Linked DNA regions of Mus musculus: region 1 is linked to region 2. Evidence: chromatin contacts called from public Hi-C data. All regions are on one chromosome and are shown on one strand. The core of a region is the stretch at or near the end of the contact, and the rest is flanking DNA. Distances in the headings are between cores, read along the strand shown. Region 1 has its middle 30 kb from the start of A530001N23Rik. Region 2 overlaps A530065N20Rik (RIKEN cDNA A530046M15 gene).

Region 1 (3,272 bases), core at 382-2,881, 370 kb before region 2:
GAATGTACTTCCGGGGGCTAGGCTAGAACCCAGTGGCACGGTGAATCTCCATGAGGTTTTCAGGTCTTTAACCCAGCTTTTCTTTCTTCTTGTTTATAATTTTCCTGCTTGTTTATCTAAGACTTTAACTTGCCAGCTCAGCAACTCACATCTGTTAATATTTTGAGATTACAGTTAGCCTCAGCCAATTGGGCCTTCCTTCAATAACAGCAGAACTTAGAAGCTCGCTGCAATTACTCCTGATTCCAAACGACTGCAAAGTGTACCTCTCTGCCCAGTTCCACTTTCTCTCTCTCCCCGTTCTGATTACTGCAAGTTATGTAAATCGAGCTGGAGAAGACTTAATTTAATCAACCCGTGGGTCTGCTTACATTTGTTTAAATATTAACTACAGTCTATATGTAAAAGACCAGAGAGGGACAAACTAGTTGCTAAGCATCGCGGCCAATCACTGACACTGTCTTTGCATTGTCAGATCTCTTTGAGTCCGGCTCAAGGCTGTAGAAGGTTTCGTTGTGCACTCACCACGTGCCTGAGGTAACTCTAGAAACCCGCAGCTCCTTTAGAGACTGTCAGGAAGACATCTATTTCACCAACCATTTATGGAGATGAGGAGAGAGGACAGGACTGTGGGAAGTTGGAAAGGGGTTCTATTTTTCTTGCTGGACATTTCCATTCACTCCAGCTCATCTGCATTGCTTACCTTCCAGACCAGAGGTACCCCTCCCGCTGGGTGGGGGTGGGGGTGGGGGTGGGGATTGGCTGGGTGCTTGGAGTGTTAAGCAATCTGAGAGAAAAGGGAAACTTCTCTAAATTACAACCCAGGGCACTGGTCAGGGAGTAGAGGAAGCTACAAAGCAAAGCAGCTTCTCTGGGCAATAGTGGACCCCAACATAAAAACATTATCTCACGAAGATGCTACATGGCCTTTTGGTAGCAGGAAGTGCGAACTGCGGGTTCTGTAGGTTTCTAACTGCACTGCAGGTGCATCTTGAAGACGGAAAGAAAATGTCAGGCATAGAGGTTGTTTAGCATTACAAAACCAGCTAAGTCCTTCATACCAACACTGACCAGACCTGTAAGTGATTTACACCCCACCCCTCCCCACCCCACCCTACCCCACCTCAGCCAAATGAGTCAGGATAAGAATTTGGTGTCTGGCTTGTTTTTGTCACGGTGCCAGCTCAGAAGTGCAGTGATTGGCTGAGATACAGAACTCCACAATTAACATTAAACACAGGCAGCTGGCTGCATTTTGATTAAAACCGGCGATCAAGAGCTCTGGCAATCTGGGTTTTTGTGATGGCCGGAGCTTTATTCCCTCGTAAATACCACTGACAGTTGTTCGCGCATTGGAGCCTCTTCGTTTACTTTCTCTGTGGTTCTCTGTGTTTAAAAAATTGGCAGAAATCCTTCCAGGTGAAACAGTTTCCGTATCCATTTTCACCCTTGTGGACTGTCAGTTGGGTGGTAGAAACAGGAAAGACAGACAGACCCACGGGAGCCAAGTTCAGGGGTCCCCCACCCCGCCCCACCCCATCTCTGTCACATTTTTTTTTTTCCAGAAAATGGAGGGATTTAGCCCTTGAAGCAGCCTGGTTCTTCCAGAGGGGTGTTACGCTTTGTGGCTCTTTGGCCCCATCTTATGGACAACAGTATTATAAATCGGAGATGGACGATGGTCCTGCAGAGCAGGTGCCCCAGAAGTTTGATTTCTTATTATAAAGTCAAAGTGTAATGATGACTCGGTTTCTCCCAGACTACATTCAGGAATACCCTTAGAGTTCACCGATGTTCAGAAAATCAGTGGCGAGTATGGAAATCTTACATGTGAACATGTGAACAGAACCGTTGCGCATGGTAACTCGAAGACTGTGGTAAGGAGTATGGTGTGTCCAACTATTGTTACTGGCATTTGGGAAGCCTCTCTTTGGTTACCAGATGGTACTTTGGGGCGTTTAGTCTCTTTAATAAAATAATTTAAAAGGGGGCCGAGGAAGTGGCTCTGTGGTTAAGAGCACTGGGAGCTGAGGATCCAGGTTTGAGTCTCAGTACGTGTATAATGGCTCACAACTGTCTGTAACTCAGATTCCAAGGGCTCTGACCCCTCTTCTAGCCCCTGTGCGTACCAAACGCTGAAGTGAGACAGAGACACAGATCCAGGCAAAATAGCCCTGCGCATGGTTTTCAAAACCTTTAAAACTTTAAGAATGGATGAACACATACGGCTTTGAGACAGTTTTACCAGGGTTTAAGAGAGCATCCCTTTCGAGCAGGCAAGCTGTCACCTCTGCATCTTCAGAGAGGAGAAGACTTGAGGAGAGAAAGGGAAAACCACGGTTGGCCATGTGGACAAGCAGCCACATGGCAGAGAGGGAGGCTTTAGAAAAAGAGTAAGGCAGACCACAATGTTGAAGAAGCCCAAAGTGCTGGCAAAGCATCCTAAGACATGAGACAGAAATGAGGAGGGGAAGCTAGGATTTTCTGAATGATTCAGAAAGCAGATAGACTTATAAAGCGACATGCAGCTAGGGGTGGGATCTTGGGAATCCCAGGGGTGACATGGCCTTCCTGAAGGGTGGTCCCTTGGCTAGGTGATTGACACAGGCTAACCGAAATGTTAGGTCTCCACGCAGGCCAGAGATGCCCCCCTTGTAACCAGAAGGAGCCCTCCTTTAGTGGGTTTGTACTACCTTACCTGGACAACATTCTGTTCTCAGTTCTTGACCCTGGAACTAAGAATACGCTAAGCAAATGTTTTGCCATGGAGTCATACCCAGCTCTGTAATGTGTTCTTGGAAAATGCTAAGGAACCCGTGTGTTACATGTTCTCGCCACAAATAGAAAGCAACACAAGGCACACTATATATGTTAATTAGCCAGGTGAGTCACGCCACAAGATACTCTTTAAAACATTATGTTACAGGCAGCAGGTACATTCAGTTTTGTAAAACAAAGATGATGACGGTTTTTCTCATGAGGCACAGGAATCAAACACAAGAATTAAAGAAGGAGCTGCCCAGTGGTCTGTCTCATTTACAAGTCTGCAGTCCTCATCATCCCGATATTGTCTTATCTCTTTCAAGAGACTGGGGTCATATTAATGTAAGTTTCATGAATGGGCGATAGTACTGTTCTATTTAAGCTTTGTACATGTGTGTATATATAGAGGGAAACCTGGTATGTAAGGGTTTGGTAGCATTCAAGGTTTGGGGCATCCACTGGGAATCTTGGAACATCTGTCTGATGAGTACAGTCTATGGTATGAAGAA
Region 2 (2,963 bases), core at 348-2,847:
GTCGTGTTTCTCAAAGCTAAACTAGTCTCTTCCCTTTTGGACTTAAACAGTGAAACTACAACATTTTTATGGTACTTTCTTTATAGAAATGGAAACATGTCTTGGTCCTTTGACTGCCCCAGTGACGACTTTGGACAACAGACTAGGTAGGCGACCAAGACATCTTGATTCAGTTGATACAAAAAAAAAAAAAAAAAATCCCAGGCAGATATCCCCGAGGCCAGAAAATCAGCCCACAGGTCTTTCTGAAGCCCCTTCTGTTCATCCATAGGATGGAGACTTAGGCCAGGTAAAATCTGATGAGGTTGATCTACCGTGTCATGTCCATCTCAATTTGAATAGTCGGAGACTCCTGCCTCACCTTCTCTTAGGTACCACAATAAGGAAGCTACATGAATGAGCTTCCTTAATCAGTGCTGGATTCTACTGATGTGAAGGCAAAGGAGACAGGAAGCCAGTGATAGATGGCCCTTCATTCCAAGCAAGATGGTAGCCAGAAGCCAAAAGGGGTCCCACCCAGGAGGGGGCTCATAGCATCTCCGGAATGGGCATAATACCTTTTAAGGTCTCTTATTAGACCTGAATACATTTGAGTAGACAGACAAACAGGTCTGCTGCCAATACCACTAAATTACCAAAGGAGATGGGGCTGCCCAAAGACAAGTAGACTTGGTGTCAATGCCTCTGTAGTAGAGCCTTGGGATTTGGGCAGATATTAAGTGGTGGTTGTTCGATACACAGTGACCAGCTAGTCCTGGTGTGCCTGACATTTCTCAACTTTAATAGTAAATCTCTCAAGTCTCAGGAAAGCCCATGCTCAGGACAAACTGGGACAGTCTTTAAACTTTAAAGACAGTGACAAGCTGGGCTGGACTAGGCTTCCCTTGGCAAAGCTGTATGGCTTACCTATCTGGTCTGTAGAACCCGCATACAGCCAGCAAATAGGAGGCTTCCTAGCAGAACAATCATTATATTTTTGGATTACTTAATTTCCCCCTTCAAATGTCTGCCTGAATAATAAGTTAACACAAAACTACAAGGTGAATAGAAAACAATTCAAATCAAATTTAAAAGGCAAAAGATTTTTGAATCATGGGCTCATTGAAGCTATCCTTTTCTCCAAATGGTTTGCCAAGTGACTAGCTTCAAACATATTGCTCCACACCAAGGAGGCAAGGTGAGAGAACAGATGTTTTGGTGTGCAGAGATAACAAGACAGACAAACAAAGAAATACTGCAGAGGGGAATGATGACCCAAATTATTGTCCCTTCCTTTCAAAAAGGAGAAAATTTGTGCAGAGCTAGCCCGCTATTTGATTGATTCTGCTGTAAATTCACTTTGCACTTTGAGAAATTTCCCCCAATGAAACACACACACACACACACACACACACACACACACACACACACACACGGCAGGGGGAGTGTCTCCAGAGAGAGAAGAATGCACAGCCCACAGTCCGGAGCATATTTAATATGCTGTTTTTACAGCAGCCACTGGTTTCAAAGAACTTTAACCCCGTTGTGTAAATGCGTCACCAGGAACATACCCAGGTTGTCATGGCAACAACCTCAGTGCAAGGCCCTTTGCTCCGTTGAACGGGTGTCAGCTTTCAGTCTCCTTGCATTCCAGGCTGGCATCAACCCCAGGCTACAGCTCAGACTTCATTAGAGGCCCCATGAAGGACTGGGAAAGAATCCTGAGTAATTCCGAGAACTTCGAGGCAGCTTTCCATGAACACACCTGAGGGGAGAGCCGGGGAAATGGAGCGGGAAGGAGCACACTAAGCAAGGCTGAGCTGGCCTGTTCCTCAGAGAAACCTGGATAGACCACGCAGCCTTTTCCTAGCTAATTTTAGGCACATCCATTGTCTCAGCTGGAAGAGACAACAACTAAACTGCTATCTGGAAGTTTACCCCTAGAGTCACATGACCAATGCATGCTGCAGGTGCAGGGGCAGCTCCTGAGTGCTGCTCAAAGGCTGACAGAATCCTGCAGCCAATCCTGCAGCCTGGTACAACTTTCCTGACATATGGTTTTAAATAATGTGTTCAAAAACATGGCTCAGAAAAATCTGATAGTCATGTGGTTCTTGAAATGCTCTGGACAAAAAGGGACATTAGCTTGACTAATGCTATCTATATAGACACACACACACACACACACACACACACACACACACACACACACAGCTAATGTTCGCTTGGCCAGCTACTACAGACAGGATTTACAATCAAATGTTTCTGAAACAACTAGCTTCTCAATTGTCTATGTGATCATGGGTTGTGGTCATGATAGCCCTAATACATTCTCAAATTTCTTCAAAGGAAGGTCTGTTTGACCAAAGTTATATACACATGATTTATCTGAAGAAGCACATTCTTGTTTTATTTGTTTATTGTATTTACTATTGTATCATTTATTTATTATACAAGGAACTTTCCAAAACGGTCCTCAGCCAGAAGGTCTGAAGCACAGAATAAATGCAGCCATCAGGATGGAAAGGGAACACTTGAAAAACCAAAATTTACTCAGAATCATCCATATGGGGGTGACAGAAATGAGCTCCCACCAAGCTCAGAAACAAGCAAAATAAATCAGAGGAGTGTGACAACCCGTGTTTAATAAACTGATCAAACAGGGAAAAAAAAGATGAGTCAACTTTGAATGGTTTTTCTACACTTAGAAATCCTTATTCTGTCACCATGTCTATGAGCACAGACCAGGCGACTGCCCCATAAAGACCTGCAGTGGTAGGTCACAGCCTGCAGTTCCATTCTCTTCTGTCTTGCCCTGGAATGTATGCAGTCCCAGGTCCTCATTTGGCACATGGATATATGTGTGTGTGTGTGTGTGTGTGTACACATTTGGTGTTATTTTTCTCTCTGTGTTCCCACACTAACAAAACTCCTTGAGACAAATTGTATTGTTATAAAATACAATCTCCTTTGTAATGAAATGG

The links. A called contact is a pair of places that touch in the nucleus more often than the background predicts.
Region 1: a Hi-C map of liver shows a contact between it and region 2, with 1.7 times the contacts expected there. The contact joins two enhancer-like sites. A contact is called at or near these places in 14 of 484 Hi-C or Micro-C datasets (the HL-1 cell line, the HPC-7 cell line, embryonic stem cells and 4 more), 1 of 115 datasets of contacts at active chromatin or transcription factors (fibro-adipogenic progenitors) and 1 of 9 other capture datasets (embryonic stem cells).

Annotation. Positions count from the first base shown.
Region 1 is chr13:60,477,525-60,480,796 of GRCm38.p6, reverse strand. No RefSeq gene overlaps it. Among named protein-coding and RNA genes, the nearest start is that of A530001N23Rik, 30 kb to the left of the region's middle. Within about 2 kb of position 1,631, at least 86 of the 459 cell types and tissues checked have an H3K27ac peak or open chromatin away from gene starts, as enhancers often do. A contact at or near this core is called in liver and uterus, where this site is marked.
Region 2 is chr13:60,109,260-60,112,222 of GRCm38.p6, reverse strand. It overlaps A530065N20Rik (RIKEN cDNA A530046M15 gene), which reads right to left. Exons shown (of 3, transcript NR_046142.1): 2 at 1,551-1,744. Among named protein-coding and RNA genes, the nearest start is that of Gm46420, 16 kb to the left of the region's middle. Within about 2 kb of position 1,597, at least 179 of the 459 cell types and tissues checked have an H3K27ac peak or open chromatin away from gene starts, as enhancers often do. A contact at or near this core is called in liver and uterus, where this site is marked.